Regions from separate parts of the Mus musculus genome. Here all the other regions are linked to region 1. The links are chromatin contacts, called in public Micro-C and promoter capture Hi-C maps. All regions are on one chromosome and are shown on one strand. Each heading gives the region's core, a stretch centred on a gene start, on an enhancer-like site or on the middle of the called end of the contact. The rest is flanking DNA. Distances are from core to core; before and after follow the strand shown. Region 1 holds the start of Gpat3 (glycerol-3-phosphate acyltransferase 3). Region 2 holds the start of Aff1 (AF4/FMR2 family, member 1). Region 3 holds the start of A730035I17Rik (RIKEN cDNA A730035I17 gene).

What was found. Promoter capture Hi-C pulls out the DNA fragments that hold promoters and counts their contacts. A called contact is a pair of places that touch in the nucleus more often than the background predicts.
Region 2: a contact with region 1 is called in a promoter capture Hi-C map of pre-B cells, with 7 times the contacts expected there. The contact joins the promoter of Aff1 here to the promoter of Gpat3 in region 1. A contact is called at or near these places in 1 of 39 promoter capture datasets (pre-B cells) and 1 of 115 datasets of contacts at active chromatin or transcription factors (large pre-B cells).
Region 3: a Micro-C map of embryonic stem cells shows a contact between it and region 1, with 10 times the contacts expected there. The contact joins the promoter of A730035I17Rik here to the promoter of Gpat3 in region 1. A contact is called at or near these places in 1 of 39 promoter capture datasets (embryonic stem cells), 1 of 484 Hi-C or Micro-C datasets (embryonic stem cells) and 1 of 115 datasets of contacts at active chromatin or transcription factors (embryonic stem cells).

What each region holds. Positions count from the first base shown.
Region 1 is chr5:100,843,902-100,848,950 of GRCm38.p6, reverse strand. It overlaps Gpat3 (glycerol-3-phosphate acyltransferase 3), which reads right to left and starts at 2,722. Exons shown (of 13, transcript NM_172715.3): 1 at 2,590-2,722; 2 at 2,003-2,296. The coding sequence starts at 2,143. It overlaps Gm46917 (a long non-coding RNA gene), which reads right to left and starts at 1,392. Exons shown (of 2, transcript XR_001784903.1): 1 at 742-1,392; 2 at 1-274. It also overlaps a transcript of Abraxas1 not described here.
Region 2 is chr5:103,751,428-103,756,476 of GRCm38.p6, reverse strand. Aff1 (AF4/FMR2 family, member 1) reads right to left here and starts at 2,315. Exons shown (of 20, transcript NM_133919.4): 1 at 2,132-2,315. The coding sequence starts at 2,148.
Region 3 is chr5:98,183,294-98,188,342 of GRCm38.p6, reverse strand. It overlaps A730035I17Rik (RIKEN cDNA A730035I17 gene), which reads left to right and starts at 2,359. Exons shown (of 3, transcript NR_153823.1): 1 at 2,359-3,299; 2 at 3,575-3,625; 3 at 4,791-5,049. Prdm8 (PR domain containing 8) reads right to left here. Exons shown (of 4, transcript NM_029947.2): 2 at 4,834-5,049; 3 at 3,654-3,882; 4 at 895-3,319. The coding sequence ends at 1,701.

The DNA.
Region 1 (5,049 bases), core at 1,473-3,972:
ATCTCATCAAATACAGTAATTTGACGACCGAGAACAACTGGGTGGTGACGCCCTCCTTGGAGATTAAAGCGAGGCAGTAATGAGCACCTGGAAGCCAGCATGTGCCTGTGATTCCCCTTATCTGGTTCTCCAAAGGACACTGCTGCCCAAGAAACCAGCTAGGTCATTTCAGGAGGCAGTGCTGAAGAGGATCACTGCTGTATGTGGAGTTAGCATTCTGAAGAACGGCCAGTAGGGAGGAAACTAAAATCCGCAGCATAGTGTGACTACAACACTGTGTAATGGCAATAAGAAGAGAGAAGAGAAAAAAAAAAAGTTAAAACCTTGAAGGCTAGCTAACAAGGTGGCACACATCACTCAGTGCTTGGGAACCTGAAGCAGCAAGAGCCAAGTTCAAGGCCAGCAAGTGTGAGCTAAGAAGTGAGATGCCATTTTGGAAGAGAGAGTGGGGCAGATAAAAGAATCTAACCATTTTAAGGACTCACAAAGTGGCCAGCAAAGAGAAAGTCCAGCAAAGGCCTAAGGGAAAGCATTAGCAAGCAGCAGAGGTAGAGATGTGCATCTAGGAGCCACTCCAGTGCTAAAAGCAAGGGACAGAGCCAAGTCCTACGGGAGGGCAGAAAGTACAGGTCAAAAAAGTGCACAGCTACAGATGGTAATAAAGAATCAGGAGAAACCGAAGGCAGCAGAATCTAAGCAATCGTACCCCGTCATTTAATCATAAAGACACAAGGCACCCACCATGCACGAGTGCCCTCCTACGGACTCAATGCACTGATGTGTTCGCACTCCTAAAAACTACGTGGAAAGCTAAGTCTGACGGTCCCACTCTGTAACACCAGAAAACAGAAGGTGGATTGTCAAGAACTTCAAAGCCAGCCAGGGCACCAAGAGTGAGATCCTGTCTCAAAACCAAAACAAAATCTATATGCAAATAGGCATTGTTTCCCCTCTTTTGAGGGCGAATACTATAAGGTACAGGGATCAGATGACCTTGCTAGATCAGATACAGAGAAACAGGGATGAGATTTGGGTACCAAACCAATGCAAAGCTGTACAGCCTACAGAGCCTCTGCATTCACTGTTGTCACACTTAACTCAAGCAAACGTCTGAACTCCGATTCTCACATCACTTGCCTCCCGGCCTGGAGTGGCCTTCTAAATTTTACTAAAAAAGAGTGTATAAGCTTATGCTGATGTCGTCCCTCCTGTCCCTCCACTCAGTTGGATCTAACACCTTTGTCCTTGAAATCTGCAAACAAACCCAGGACCAGAAACCTTTGGGATAGTATTCCAGTGCACCTGATTAGATAAAAATCCCCGTGACTACATTAAAATAAAATCTGATTCTTCAGCCGGGCACTCGGGAGGCTCGGGAGGCAGAGAGGCAGGCAGATTTCTGAGTTCGAGACCAGCCTGGTCTACAGAGTGAGTTCCAGGACAACCAGGGCTACACAGAGAAACCCTGTCCAGAAAAACCAAAAAAAAAAAAAAAAAAAAAAAAAAAAAAAAAAAAAATCAGATTCTTCTCTGCCACCCAGCCATTTGGTGTCTTATATTGGGCACCAAGTGGAACAGGATGCCTCTGTAGTCACAAAAGGACCTCTGAAACCTGGGGCTGTAAAAACTCAAGAGTGAAGTGACAGCCCGAGAGGCATAGTGGGTAATAAACCTGCTGATACAGCAAACGGCTGTCCTGGGGTTAATCTAGTAAGAAAAAAAAAAAAAAAAAAAAAAAAATAGTAGTGAAGAAGAAATACAGATAGAGGGATTCTTGTGAGGTGGGCTACTGTTCTTGACTGGTATCAGGCTGTCTTTCTCACTACAGCAGACCAGAAACTGAAATATTCTCTCGGGTCCCCGTTCCATCTCCACCCCGACCTCCCACCACTGACTGACCCCCTTGCCCAAATTGCTTTCACAGTTCAAAGCTCAACCCCTGCCACTCCAAGATCCGAAGTCCTCAGAGCAGCGGGAGCTCCACATCCTTTCCTGCACTCACCTCCAAGGTTTTCACCAGGATCTTCATGTAGATCTCCGAGATACCCAGGGATAATCCGAAGGCCGAGGGTAAAAGGATGAGGCCGCCCACCAGCGTCAGCCAGGTGGACAGGAGCTTCACCGCCAGGTCTGCGCCCTCCATGTCTCAGCACGCCCTCAGGAAGAGGTCCCCAGGAAAGCCGAGAGCGGTAGGTGTCAGAGTCCCAGGCAGTCCAGCCGCAGTTCGGAAAACACAGCGTCCAGCCCGGAGCCGGGCTCTGAGGAGTCTTTGCCGCCCGCCTCGTTCCCTTCAGCTCTGCGGAGCGAAGAGGAAAGGGAAGGCGAGAACTCTCAGAACTACTGCGATCTCCTTGCTTCCTCCCCTTGGGTCCCGGTTGGCCCCGCAAGCTCACTCTCTACTGGAGGCCCAGGCCAAGCTGTAGCCACGGCAGCCGGCTCAGACCTGAGTGTCTCTGGCGAGAAGACCCAGCTGGGTGACCTACGGGACACCCTAGTGCAGTCAGAGTGCATGGAGGCAGCCAGGAACGCGCCCCACCCCGGGCCTGATTTCCTCCGGGTAACGATTGCGACAACCCCGCGGTGACTCACCGAGGCCCTCCGGCAGCGAGGATCCCCGCAGGTTCCCTGCACCTCGGCGTGGGCTGCGGGCTATGCGGGTAGCCAGTGGCTTTCGGGCGCCGGGCTCCCTTTTTCTACACTCTACCCTTGCCCCACCCCCATCGCCACCCAACAGGGAGCTCCGGGGCATGACCGCGTCTCCCGGGCGCTGCTGCCTAGAGAGCCGCCGCCCTCCGCCCCGCCCCCCCGCACTCCCAGCAAAGGTTCTTTCGGTAGCAGACTTTCCATCTTCACCCACAGAACGGACCGCTGACGTCCCCGATCGCTGCGGAAGATCTTGTTTGTGAGCCTGCAACACGACCTCCTGGGAAGGGCTTTCGGGAGGAGGAAACTACTGAACAAGGGTGAGGCAGTCGCGCACCGTGGCTCGTGGCTCTCTCTTACCTCCTTCCTAGCTGCAGTCAGGGAAAGAAAGCTCGCCCGCTTTCTCTCTCTCCACAAGTCGCCTTAGCCACTCTGCCACCACCTCTCTAGCCACAAAATAGACCCAGAAATTCCAAGCGGTTGTGTCGCAGAAGACTGGAATTCCAGCACTTACGCTCGGGAATCTGCGACTGGAGAATTCCGAGGAGATGGGTCTGGGCTGTTTTGAGTTCCAACAGTCAGCTTAAGACTAAATAGGTAGATCCTTTATAGACCTTGCTTTAAAAGGGCAGGCGGACCGGTGAGCGGGCGAGGGGGAGGGGAGGACAGGACACCCTAGAGGCTGTTTGTCACTCCCCTCCCTGGAGGAGATTCCAGTCTAAGCTTCCCTAGCATCCGCCTACACCGACTGCAGAAAACGCTGCGCAAATACTAACCTTCACCTAACTGGCTAAGAGTTTCTCAGGGGTCCACGTCCCACGCCGCTGTGATGAACGGCCTTACTAGAACGAAGAAGGGAAAATCCTGCACGCGTATTCCACTGCAGGACAACCAGTTTTAACAATAAGCGTGAGAAAAGATATTGAGAGCAGCAGTTTGCAAAGCGACTGACTAGGATCCAAACCATCACCGAGTCGGCCCTCAATTCTTAGAAGGACCAAACTCTTACTGTTGACAGTCGGGAGTCAGTTTGGGAGCTGGAAAAAGTGAGAGAGCTAGCAAAATGAACTGAAAGTATTTACAGCAAATATTGCAGAGAAAGCTGCCCTCACCTCCAGAAGGGGTGGAGGAAGAAGGAAGCCGGCCTTAAAGACTGTACAAGTTTGTTCTCTGAGCCTCCTGCCAGGTAGGTGTAAGACACTTTTCCCACTAAGAAGGGGGAAGGGGAGGACAATGAAGTTATGAAGGAAACGGAGCTTACTCTCAAAACAGCTTCTGGGGTCATTGAGGTGGCTCATCAACAAAGTTGCCTGATGCCAGTCAGCTAGGATGACCCGTCAATCTTTGGACACCACCACTACCCCCCCCCCCCCCCCCCGTATAAGGGGAGAACCAATTTATCTCCTGCCCACCTGTGCTCGGTGGCATGCCTCCCCACACACACAAAATAAATAAAACGTAACAAAAATTATTTTTTGAAAAGCATCTACCAGGCATTATGTGGAAAACCTGTAACCCCAGCGCTTAAGAAATAGAAACAAGAGGATCAGGAGTTCAAGTCCAGCATGGGCTTTCTTAGACACCATCTAAAAATCAAATAAACCTCTATGTATGTGCAGAAGGAAACTGGAAGCTGGCCAACATATCTCTGAGCGCATGTGTGGTTTATATAGTTAGGCCACAAGCTAGGGTTTATTAGCTCAGTTAATGTTCCAATAAAATATTTAACCTCTATTATTCCCTCCAGCTGAAGTGACTAAGGGCTGCTCCCTTGTTCACCCTGCAGAGGAAACAAACAGGAGGCCCCCTGTTTCTGCTCAGCACACAAACACCCCAGTGCCCAGGAAGGCTTGTTGTTCATAATCAAAGGTGTGAACGCTTTGGTTTGGGGCTTTGTTTAGGAATGTCTTACCCACCCCCACACACCCCAGCAATGTCACAAAGCCTCCTAAAAGACACAGGCTCACCTTGGCAACCTTAGAAAAGCAGAGGTTCAGCACTTTACCTCCTCAGAAACCCCTTCCTGCAGTGAGGACTCCCCTGCCTTAACAGATCACACTTGGAGCTTCCACCTTTATGGAAGCCAGAAGTCTGAAACTAAGATGCTGTAATACATAGTCAGGCTGCCCGCAAGAGCTCTAGGGAGAATCCTTCCTCTTCCAGCTGCTGATGTTCCAAGAGTTCTGTGGTTTCTGTGACTCTAGTCTCTGTCCCTGTTCACATACTGGGCATCTTTCTAGTATTTGAATGAACTCAAGGAACAGATAGGAATCTGTCTGGTGTGGTTCTGTTACTTAAGTCTTTTATTCTGGGACAGACTGTGAGACCTCAGGGTGGGGTGGACGACAGTTGTGGATTCAGTTCTGCAGTCTGACTTTAATACAGATAGATAGAGTTCCAGAGAGG
Region 2 (5,049 bases), core at 1,066-3,565, 2.9 Mb before region 1:
CTTAGATTAAACATGCTGCACCAGAGCAAACTTAGCTGCAATCACTTTCGGGCTCTTCCTCTGAAGTTCTGCAGCTGGCACAGCAGAGGCAACAAGAAGCAGGAAGTGCTACACTGTAGAGACTACAGGGGTCCATCTGGGGTCAGGCAGGTTGCACCTGTGTGACCTTGAGCACGAAACCTGTGTGACCCGGCTAGGCCTCAGTTTCCTTAACTACCAAGGGCAAATAATCAAGCACTTGCTTGTCTGCTTAGGTGACCAAGAGGTAATCCAATTACAGCAGCCTACTGCTGTGTCTGGCATACACAGGACCCAGTTTATCTTTTATTTCATTTTACGTTCGACGTTAGTTTAAGAGTCAAGGAATTGGAACAATAGAACCAAGGTTCAAATCCCCATGCTCTGGCAGCTTTAACTATTTTATAAGAGGTACCTTAATCTCGGGCTGTATGCCAAGGGATCCTGAGGCAGCGTGATACATAAGGATACTTTCACAAGTAAATTATGTAATACAAAGGAAACAAATGATCTAGAAGAGTATCTACTAAAATACACCATTGACAAGGTAAGGACATAATAGTTTGGTTTGGTGGTGTTGAGACTGTTTCTCTGTGTAACAAACAACAGCTCTGGCTGTCCTGGAACTCTCCTTGTAGACCAGGCTTTCCCCAGAACTCACAGAGATCGCCCTGCCTCTGCCTTCTGAATGCTGGGATTAAAAGGTGAGCAAGGCTTTCCCCAGAACTCAGAGATCCTCCTGCCTCTGCCTTCTGAGTGCTGGGATTAAAGGCAAGTGCTGGGATTAAAGGCATGGGCAACCATATCCAGCTATAACATATTTTAATTACTAGCCATGAACGACAAACAGTTCCTTAATTTCAAGCAAATGGGAAACGTTAGAGATTGAAGACATCTGCAGTCACTGTAATATGAAAATCTACAGGTTCTGTTTGTGCTAAAAGCTAACGGTTGCTTTTTAGTTAAGATTTAGCAGAAGTTTGAGGTGCAACTTCTGTTCCCCTACTCCTCTGTCCCGTTAGGAACCCCTTCCTTCCAACACTCAATAAGATGAAGACACAACTAAGCCAAGTTGAGAGGATTAAACTTGTTTTTAAAGTAAGACACACTTAGAAGGTTTTCTGTTTAGAGAAGTTCCTTCTAGGAAGTTTTATCTCTTAGAAAAATTCAAGTTCTATCTACTCAGTCTCTAACGTTTACAAATCTACTGTTCTCCATGATCTTTAGACCTAAAATTACTAAAATTACCTCAGCTCAGCGTCCAGATATGTTACCAAATCACTATCCTAAATCAAGTATTAAGGCTAAAGAACATTTCCATAATTGTAAACTTGTGCAATCACACTGCCTTCTGGCATAAGTTTTGAAAAGGTTCGACGGGTCCTGTTTTCCGTAACCAACAGCTGTAGAGACCGAAGCGCGATGACACCCAACAGCCTCAATCTTGGGCACCGGTGTACGGCCAAGTTTTAAGGCTCCTTTCAAAACCTTCAAACCCGGGAGAAGGCAAGACTCGGTCCTTGCAGTACAGGGCACTCCCCTGACAGCAACTGCGGGTCATTAGCCAGGCTCCCCTTCACCAACCCAGCGCATTCCGGCCTTTGCCTACTCAGCAGATTCACTCTGACTGTGCCGTTTTATGTGGAATCGTACATTCTAGCAGGAAAAAAAAAAAAAAAAAAAAAAAAAAAAAAAAAAAACTATATTACTCACCAGGCTCCACCACTCTCTCGTGGGAGAATCCTCGTTTCCATTAAGTGCGCTTCCAAATTTCTTTGGAAGACGCCAAACCAGCAACGAGTAGAGCCGGAGGATTGTGCACAGGCACCTCAGTGAAAATCCAGGCTCCGGCAGGAGAGAAACCAACTTCACTTTCCGAAAATAACAGTTCTTCGGGCCAGAAGCGGAATCTTTAACCTTAACTTTCCGGGCGGTCCCTTTGCACTCGGTTCACACACTTTTCTACCCGACACTCAGGGATGAGATAGCAGTGATCCAGCCGCTGGCTTCCTGCGGTCCCCGCCCCCCCCCCCCGGCACTCCCACCCGCGCCGCCCTTGCCCCGGGCTCCGCGGCCACTCCCGGGTCCCAGACGCCCCCTGCGCAAGCCTCACCTGGAATGGGCTGCCATGGCTCGGCTCACACTGCCTGGCGTCCCAAATCCATCTGCGCGCTCGCCCCGCAGGCTCTCTCGCCCGCGCCGCTCTCAGCGTCGGCCGCAGCCGTCGGCGATACTGCCCCGCAGACTCTGCGCTCTCGGCAGCCGCGTCCTCAGCTCTGTGTCCTCAGCACCGCCTCCGCCCCCCGGAGCCTCGGCTCGCGCCGAGCCTGACGGACATCCGGGCACCGGGGGCAGCCGGGCGAGCCGCACCTCCCTGGAGCCCAGGGAGCGGCGATGCCCGCCGCCCCGGGGCACTGTCGGGTCACCAGAGACCAAGGGGTGCGTCCGCACCGCCCGCTGCGGGGTCCCGGCTCCCAGTTCGCCCGCACTTCGGGGGCGATGTGCGCGGCGCTGGGCTCCCCTCGAGGTGCCCGAGCTCGCCGGGACCCCCCCGCAGGCGCCGCGGTGGTACGGCCCGCCTCCTTTTAAGGGCAGCGCGCACCTCCGCCGCCGCCGCTGCCCCCAATTCGGCTGTGTTCAAACGCGCGCTACAGAGATCCCCGCGCTCGGGCTGGGACCTCAGGGTCCTGCTGCCGTGGGGATGTGCTGGGAGTGGGAGCATCGGATCACTGCCTTCGCTGCTTCTGGCCGCTGCTGCGGGGCTTGCCATCGGAAACATCAGGGATCGGCTAGCAACCCTTCTTCAACTTTGCTTTCAGTTTTGAAAGTGCCCAGAAACAAGTGTTTATACGACTTCCCTCTTCGAGGCAACATGCGATTACACAGAAGACAGCCATTCAGGGAAGTCCCCTAATAAATTAAAAGAATTGCTTCCCCTCCACCCCACCCCACCCCACCCCCCGCAAACAAAAACCATGATGCAAACCAACGTAAACGCTCGAAAGCACAATCGAAAATTGCGTCAACTCAGACACAGGAAAGACACCAGGCTTTGCCTGGGAAGCGGCTGAAAACAACGATGGGCAGAAAGGCAGGGAGAAGACTTAACAGGGGCATCCCGGAGGACCAGCCTGCTGCTGGAAGGACACTTTCTTGGTGCGCTCCGGGTTCGACCCGGGACTCACCACATTATATTGCTCATGTAACTGATTGCCCAGTTTCTAAATACCGCAAGTTTCCAGATTCCGGTAGTCCCTCTCAGAGGTCAGAACTACTTACATAAGAACACAAGACAAAGCTTGTCTTTCACTCCCCTGGCTTTAGCTCTGATGGTGGAGAACGACTGACGCCTTCGCAGGAATGAAGGCTGTGGTGGCAAGTGAGACAAGTTGCCAGACACTGCTTTCTCCACCACCTACAGTAGTAGTTTGGAGAACTCGTGTACTTTAGGAATGCCCTTGATGAACTAACTAGTCCTTTGAATTTTGACTCTGAAATGCGGGGTTTTTCCCTCTGTCTCTATGTCAGTCTCTCTGTCTCTCCTCCCTCCCTCCTCCTCCTTGTGACAAACGGGAAGTGCACAGAAAGCACTGTTCTGTTCTAAGCTCACAAGCACAGCACCAGTCCTGAAGATGAGTGTGAAGTGACTGGAGAGAGAAACCAACCAGAAACTAGCTGGTTTTTCATAGACCATGTCTCCTAGAGATAACAATTCGCACGCTTCTGACTTGGGCATCTGGCAAGTCTCTCTTCTAGGAAAACAACTTTCAGTGTTTATTGCAAAGATAAGGTTTTACCTTCAGAGCTATAGGGGAAGCTTGCTACAGGTGAGACAGTTTCCCATACTGTCAGACCAAGGTGAGAGGGAAGGACTCACTGCTTGACTTAAGGAGCAATGGGTTCCAAATGACAATATGTGATGCTACAAAAACATGCCTGAGGGCTGGAGAGAGGGCTCATCTGCTCTTCCAGAGGTCCCAGAGTCACTTTCTAGGTTCCACATTAAGTAGCATCCATGTTCCCTTAGCTGTCTTTAACTCCAGTCCCAAGGGATCAGAAGCCTTCTTCTGTTTTCAGGAATCAGGCACACATGTGGCATATAGATATACATAGACACAGAACACCCATACACATGCAAATAAGTAAATAAAAATTCAGGGGGCTGGAGAGATAGCTCAGGAGTTAAGAGCACTGACTGCTCTTCCAGAGGTCCTGAGTTCAATTTCCAGCAACCACATGGTGGCTCACAACCATCCGTAATGGGATCTGATGCCCTCTTCTGGTGTGTCTGAAGGCAACACCAACGTACTCATATAAAATAAATAAATCTTAAAAAAAAAAAATCTAGGGGGCTGGAGAGATGGCTCAGTGGGTAAGAGCACCCGACTGCTCTTCCGAAGGTCCGAAGTTCAAATCCCAGCAACCACATGGTGGCTCACAACCATCTGTAATGAGATCTAATGCCCTCTTCTGGTGCATCTGAAGACAGCTACAGTGTACTTACATATAATAAATAAATAAATAAATCTTTAAAAAAAAAAAAAAAAAAAAATCTAGCCCGGCGTTAAATAAATAAATAACTGCACTCATCTCTCAACAGATAATTGCTGAGACAATTAAATATAAAATGAGAAAAATACAGCAAATATCTACCCATGAAGATGGAATAGGATTCGAATTAGACATTATAAGAGTCCCAGGATTGCCGGGGGTGGTGCTTTCATCCCAGCACTTGGGAGGCAGAGGCAGGCGGATTTCTGAGTTTGAGGCCAGCCTGGTCTACAGAGTGAGTTCCAGGACAGCCAGGGCTGGGTTCCTGGATTCTGAGTAGCTTGTAATATAAATCAGAATATTCTAAAATGGAAAGATCTAGCAATAGATCCAATCATACTAGAAGGAAGTCCAGGAGCCTAAAATCTCCACGTACAGGACCCAAGGTCTAGTTCAGCAATAAAAGTAAACAAAAGCAGACTGGAGTAGCTGTGAGCACACACAATCCTTGGTTTCTCAGACAAAGGAAGTCATACTTGG
Region 3 (5,049 bases), core at 1,110-3,609, 2.7 Mb after region 1:
GTTTTTGAAAAGCCTTGAGATGAAGACATGTGTGAAGTTCCCACTAGAGATCTCTCCACAAGCATCCTTCACATGGAAGGGGGAAATCAACAAAAAGGGAGGTGTAGTTAAGGGTTCAATGGGGGGAGGGGGGAGGGGAGGGAAGGAGAGAGAGAGAGAGAGAGGTGTGTGTGTGTGTGTGTGTGTGTGTGTGTGTGTGTGTGTGTGTGTGTTGGTGGGGGTGAGGTTGCTGCAAAGAAGGCTCATTGGTCATTTGGTTTTTAGTGTAGAGGCTTCAGTGTACACCAGACACAAACATGATGTTCTCTAAGAACTGAAGTCAGAAGCCAAGATGACAGCGACTTTTCATAAAGAACCAGTTGGTTCCTCGGTATCTTTGTCTCAGGATCACTCCCAGATAGACATGTGTGGACACGGAGGCCTTTGATATACCATCAGCAAACCTCGGTCTTTCAAATTGTATTACTTGATAGATTCTCTATGTGTCCTTAATGGATGATAGGAAGCTTGAAGTTCTAGAATGTAGGACATCCCTTGGGGGAAGTATCACTACTAGATCCTAAAGTGGGCTTAAAAAATGCAGATTGGTCACTTATGTGGAGAGTAATTCTTTTCCTTCTGGAAGAGACACCTACAAAGTTCTGACAGGGAACCTGTATGGCAATTACTGCACCTAAGTGATTTGTCCTTGATCCTTAAACCCAACACCTTTCAGATAGAGAATCTTCAAGTGACAATCAACACCCTTAGGCTCAAAACTGGCTTGTAGTTAATACCTGCAGAGGAAGCTGTGGTCTCCTTGCTTCTTTTCAAGGAGTCAACGAAAAGGCATCAACTATCCAAAGTATTATACTGACCTAAAAATATTTTTTGTAAACTTTCCAAATATTTGCTTTGAGGAAAATAGTTATTTATTGTCAAAGCATCCAACATACCTGGATAAACTATACCGTTTAATAAATCTCTTAGGGATAGAAGAAACACATAACTATTCAGACTCCATGTCACTGGCACAAAATTACACTTTGTATTAAAAGGGAATACATATTTACATCATTGATGACATTCTTCACTGAAGTCCATAATCATTTCATGATACATGCACTTCCCCCTGGAAACTTAAACCGAATGGCGCCCCCCTTTTTATCCATTTTGTTTATTTTTGTAAGAACACAGCTGTCATCAGGAAATGCAGAACGCATCTCCTCTTCCTCCATTACTTTATATCTAAAATAAACTTTGTCCTTACATATAATTATTACATCTAAACCATAAGTGCTTAATAATTTAAGTAGAAACGTATGACAAATGCATCAATATGTTGCAATATATGACATTTTTTTAAAAATGTACTTTTGTTTTTGGGAAAGTGAAAATTCGTGCATTCAAAAGAAAACCCCGCTCAAACAACCCACCCAATCCAAAATCCACCATCCTGTGCATCGTGTGCGTGCGTCCGTGTGTGCGTTCGTGCGTGCGTGTGTGTGTGTGTGTGTGTGTGTGTGTGTGTGTGTGTGTGTGAAATTAAACATTTGGATGATGAGGCTCCTGGCGAGGGGAGGGACCTGTGTGTGCACGTGTTTGGTTGCAGTGTTTGGGGGCATAAGGTAGTGGTGGATGTCATCCTCGCGTGTCTGCTCCTGCAGGTGGCTTGACTGTGCGTGCACACGCGTGGAAAGCCGGAGTCTTTTACGCAACAATTAATTATGCGAGGTCATGTGCCGGGACAGGTGGTGACGCTCCCTGAAGGACTCGTTGCAAATGGGGCACTTGAGTTTCTCCTCCCGCCGCCGCTTCACCAGGGGCTCCATGGCATACTCCTTTTTGTGGTGAGACCGCATATGGTACACCAGGTCGGAGGTCATGCGGAAGGAGGCGTTGCATTTGGCGCACCAGTTCTGCGCGGGCAGACACAGCGAAGTGAAGGAGGGCGGCAGCAGGGTGAGCGCGGAGGGCAGTTGCAGCTGCAGGGGCCCGGCGGCGGCCGCCGCCGCCGCTGCCGCCGCAGCCGAGCTCTTGGGCCAGAAGGCGGTGGCGTAGAGGAAGGGGCTCTGCTTGGGCAAGCCACCGCCACCGCCGCTCGCCAGGGGCCCGCAGGCTCCGTTCAGGTCCGCTGCCCCCTGCAGCTTCACAGCCAGCGGATCGGCGGCGGCCGGGTAGAGTCTGGTGGGACCCACGCCGTCTCCCGGGTGACACGGCTCGAGAGCGCCCAGCTTCTGGCCGAGGACCAACGGGGACAGCTGCGAGAAGGAGCGCGCGGGCTGCGAGAAGGCGCTCTTCCGCTCGTCCGATGCGGCCGTTTGGCCGCCCCCCGAGCCCCCCGCAGTCCCCGCGGTCCCCGCGCCGCCACCGCCGCCCAGCTGCGACACCGAGGTGAAGGCGCTGCCGCGCGCGGGGCTCCCGCCCTCCAGCCGTCCGGGCAGAGAGCCTCCGGGACGCGGAGCCAGCAACTTCTCGGGGGCCCCAGGCGACCCCGCCGCGGGGGTGGACGAGCCGTTGCTGCCGCCGCCGGCGACACCGCCTCCCGCGTCGGGGTCCTCGGCCGTGCCCCCTGCGCCGTCTGTCGCCGCCGCCTCCTCCTGCAAGCCCACCGCGCGGCCCGCCTTCTTCACCTCCACGAAGGCGCTGCGCTTCGCCTCGCCAGTCTCCGGGCTGGGCGGCGCGAAGAGCCGGCCGTTCTCCTCCAGGCCGAAGTAGCTGCCGGCGGCGCGGTACTGCTGCGGCGTGCACACCAACTCCTCCTTGGAGGTCGCCAGCGGCCTCTCGGAGAAGCGCGCACGGCCGCCCGCCAGCCCCGCGCCGCCGCCCTCCGCCGCCGCCTCCTCTGGGAACCGCCTCTTGCCTTTGCAGCCGCCGGTGGCGACGCCGTCGGGACTCAGCTCCGCCTCCTGGTGGCCGCTGCCGCCACTGCCGACGCCCGGGGCCGCTACGCAACTGCTGCTTCCCCGGGAGTTTTCCAGTTCCCGAGCCAAGTTGTGGAAGTCCGTGGACGGCTTGGCGCTGCCGGCACCCGCGGAGCCCGGCGGGTTGCTCGCCTCCGGGGATGACGCGGGGTAGTGGTGTATGGGGCCGGCTTTGCAGAACTTGGGGCCCGGGATCAACGGCGCCTCCTGTTGCTGCTGCTGTTGCTGCTGCTGTTGCTCTTTACCACCGCCGCCGCCGCCGTGGTCCTTAGTGCCCAAGCCGCCCCCTTGCTCGTCTTGGGGATTCGCATCAGTGCTGTGAAGTCTCTTGGGGCAGCGGAATCGCAGATGTGCCACATAGGGGAACTCAAACTGGAAACGTTGGCTGCATTCCAGGCATGTGTAAGGAGACGACCCTGCTTAGTGAGCAAACACACACACACACACACACACACACACACACACACACACACACACACACACCCCACATGGTTAGTTAGCATCGCCCCTAGGCCACTTAGCCATCCTCCCCATAACAAATCCACTTTATCTTTCTGGGCTGAGTGCCCAAAAAAATGAATACACTATCCTATTTGGTGCAACTTACTTTCTTGATTTGTGCATTTACTAAGTCAAACGCTCCCCAACTTTTCCTTCCCCTTCTGTCCTAGTTCCATTCGGGACAACACCTCAGAAGCTTCGTCCACCCTATGATGTGCAAGGTGAGCCCAGGCACCCGAGCCAACCTACCGTTCATTTTGTGAGCTCTAGACGGGCAGAGCAAGAGCAATTCAGTCAGTTCTTTCCCGTACCAAACTAGTAACTCTTCATCTTTGGCAATCCTGCGGAGAGAGCGGTAGAACAGCTGTCCATTTTTTATATAAGCTTCGAGATTCTGTTCTTCCTTATCTCGGGCTGATTGGACCAGCCGCAGCCACATGAGACCTTCTGAGGAACCATTTGCCGCCGAAGTGTCTACCTACAGTATTTAAGAAAGACAAGAAGAGAGGGATCCACGTGAAAGACGGCAACCAGAGAAACCAGAGATATTTCATCTGTCTGGCTTTTGTTCTTTCCAAACAATTATCTGAAACCAAGTTTGCAAAAGTTGACCAAAGTCGAACTGCATCCCTGCATTTGTGGTCAATGGGCACAGTGGCCATCCTTTGCAATATTGGGTCAGTCTTACAGAGTAGCCTCTTTAGAATCTCCCTTTCAGTTACCTCACATGACAAAAGGAGAGGAAATTTCCCGTGTTTCAGAAGTAAAAGGCAAGTTCGGGTCTTAGTAATTATTCTATGGCACTCACGCCCATCTTCCTAACTGACATGAAGGACTAACAGCTTTACTTCATGATGAAAGACTAGGAACTCTGGGGTGGGGAAACTGGGAGTAACATTTAGCATGTAAATAAATAAAATAATTAATAAAAAAAGAACTACTAGGAAGAAAGAGGCCTGTTACAAACACAAACGTGGATTATAGATGCTTTGCTGCCAAAACAATTAACGTTTTAATTTAAATACAAACTCTGAACACTAGCTAATGTTAACTAAAGAAAGCAATAATCAGGCGATGGGGAGACCTCCCAGGTTACAAAATAAATATACTCAATACTTGTAAAAGTTCTCTCAAGGACTACTTAATATGTAAATAGCCCCAGTACTAACAAGGTCTCCTTAGCAATTTAGGAAGCCCTAATCTAGGGAACCCAGAACTAGAGTACCGATTCAGGCAACCTTGGCATTGTCTTTTTCTTTTTCTCAGTAAAATCACTTGATGATTTGAATCTAGTTTTTCTTTTCTAATTTTTGTTGTGTTCGCTCTGCTCTGACTGCTCAGATGATTACATTGTCCTTAGGATGTCTCCTTCCTCACTCCCAACAGGAAATTACCCTCAGACACCTCCATCACACTTGCTGAGACTCACCCGGAAGATGTAAGGTACTGTTCTCTTGTCCGTGGACTTGAGGGCTACGAAGGCTATGCTGTCATACAGGGAAGTATGGCTCAGTACACAGGGACCGAATATGGCGTTCTCTGGGATGTCGCAGGTTGTATATACACTGGTAAAAATGTCTGTCAGACACTGTTGGACAGCCTTGGCATCTCCATCCCAGATGCCTCTCTGGATGCCTGAATCCTC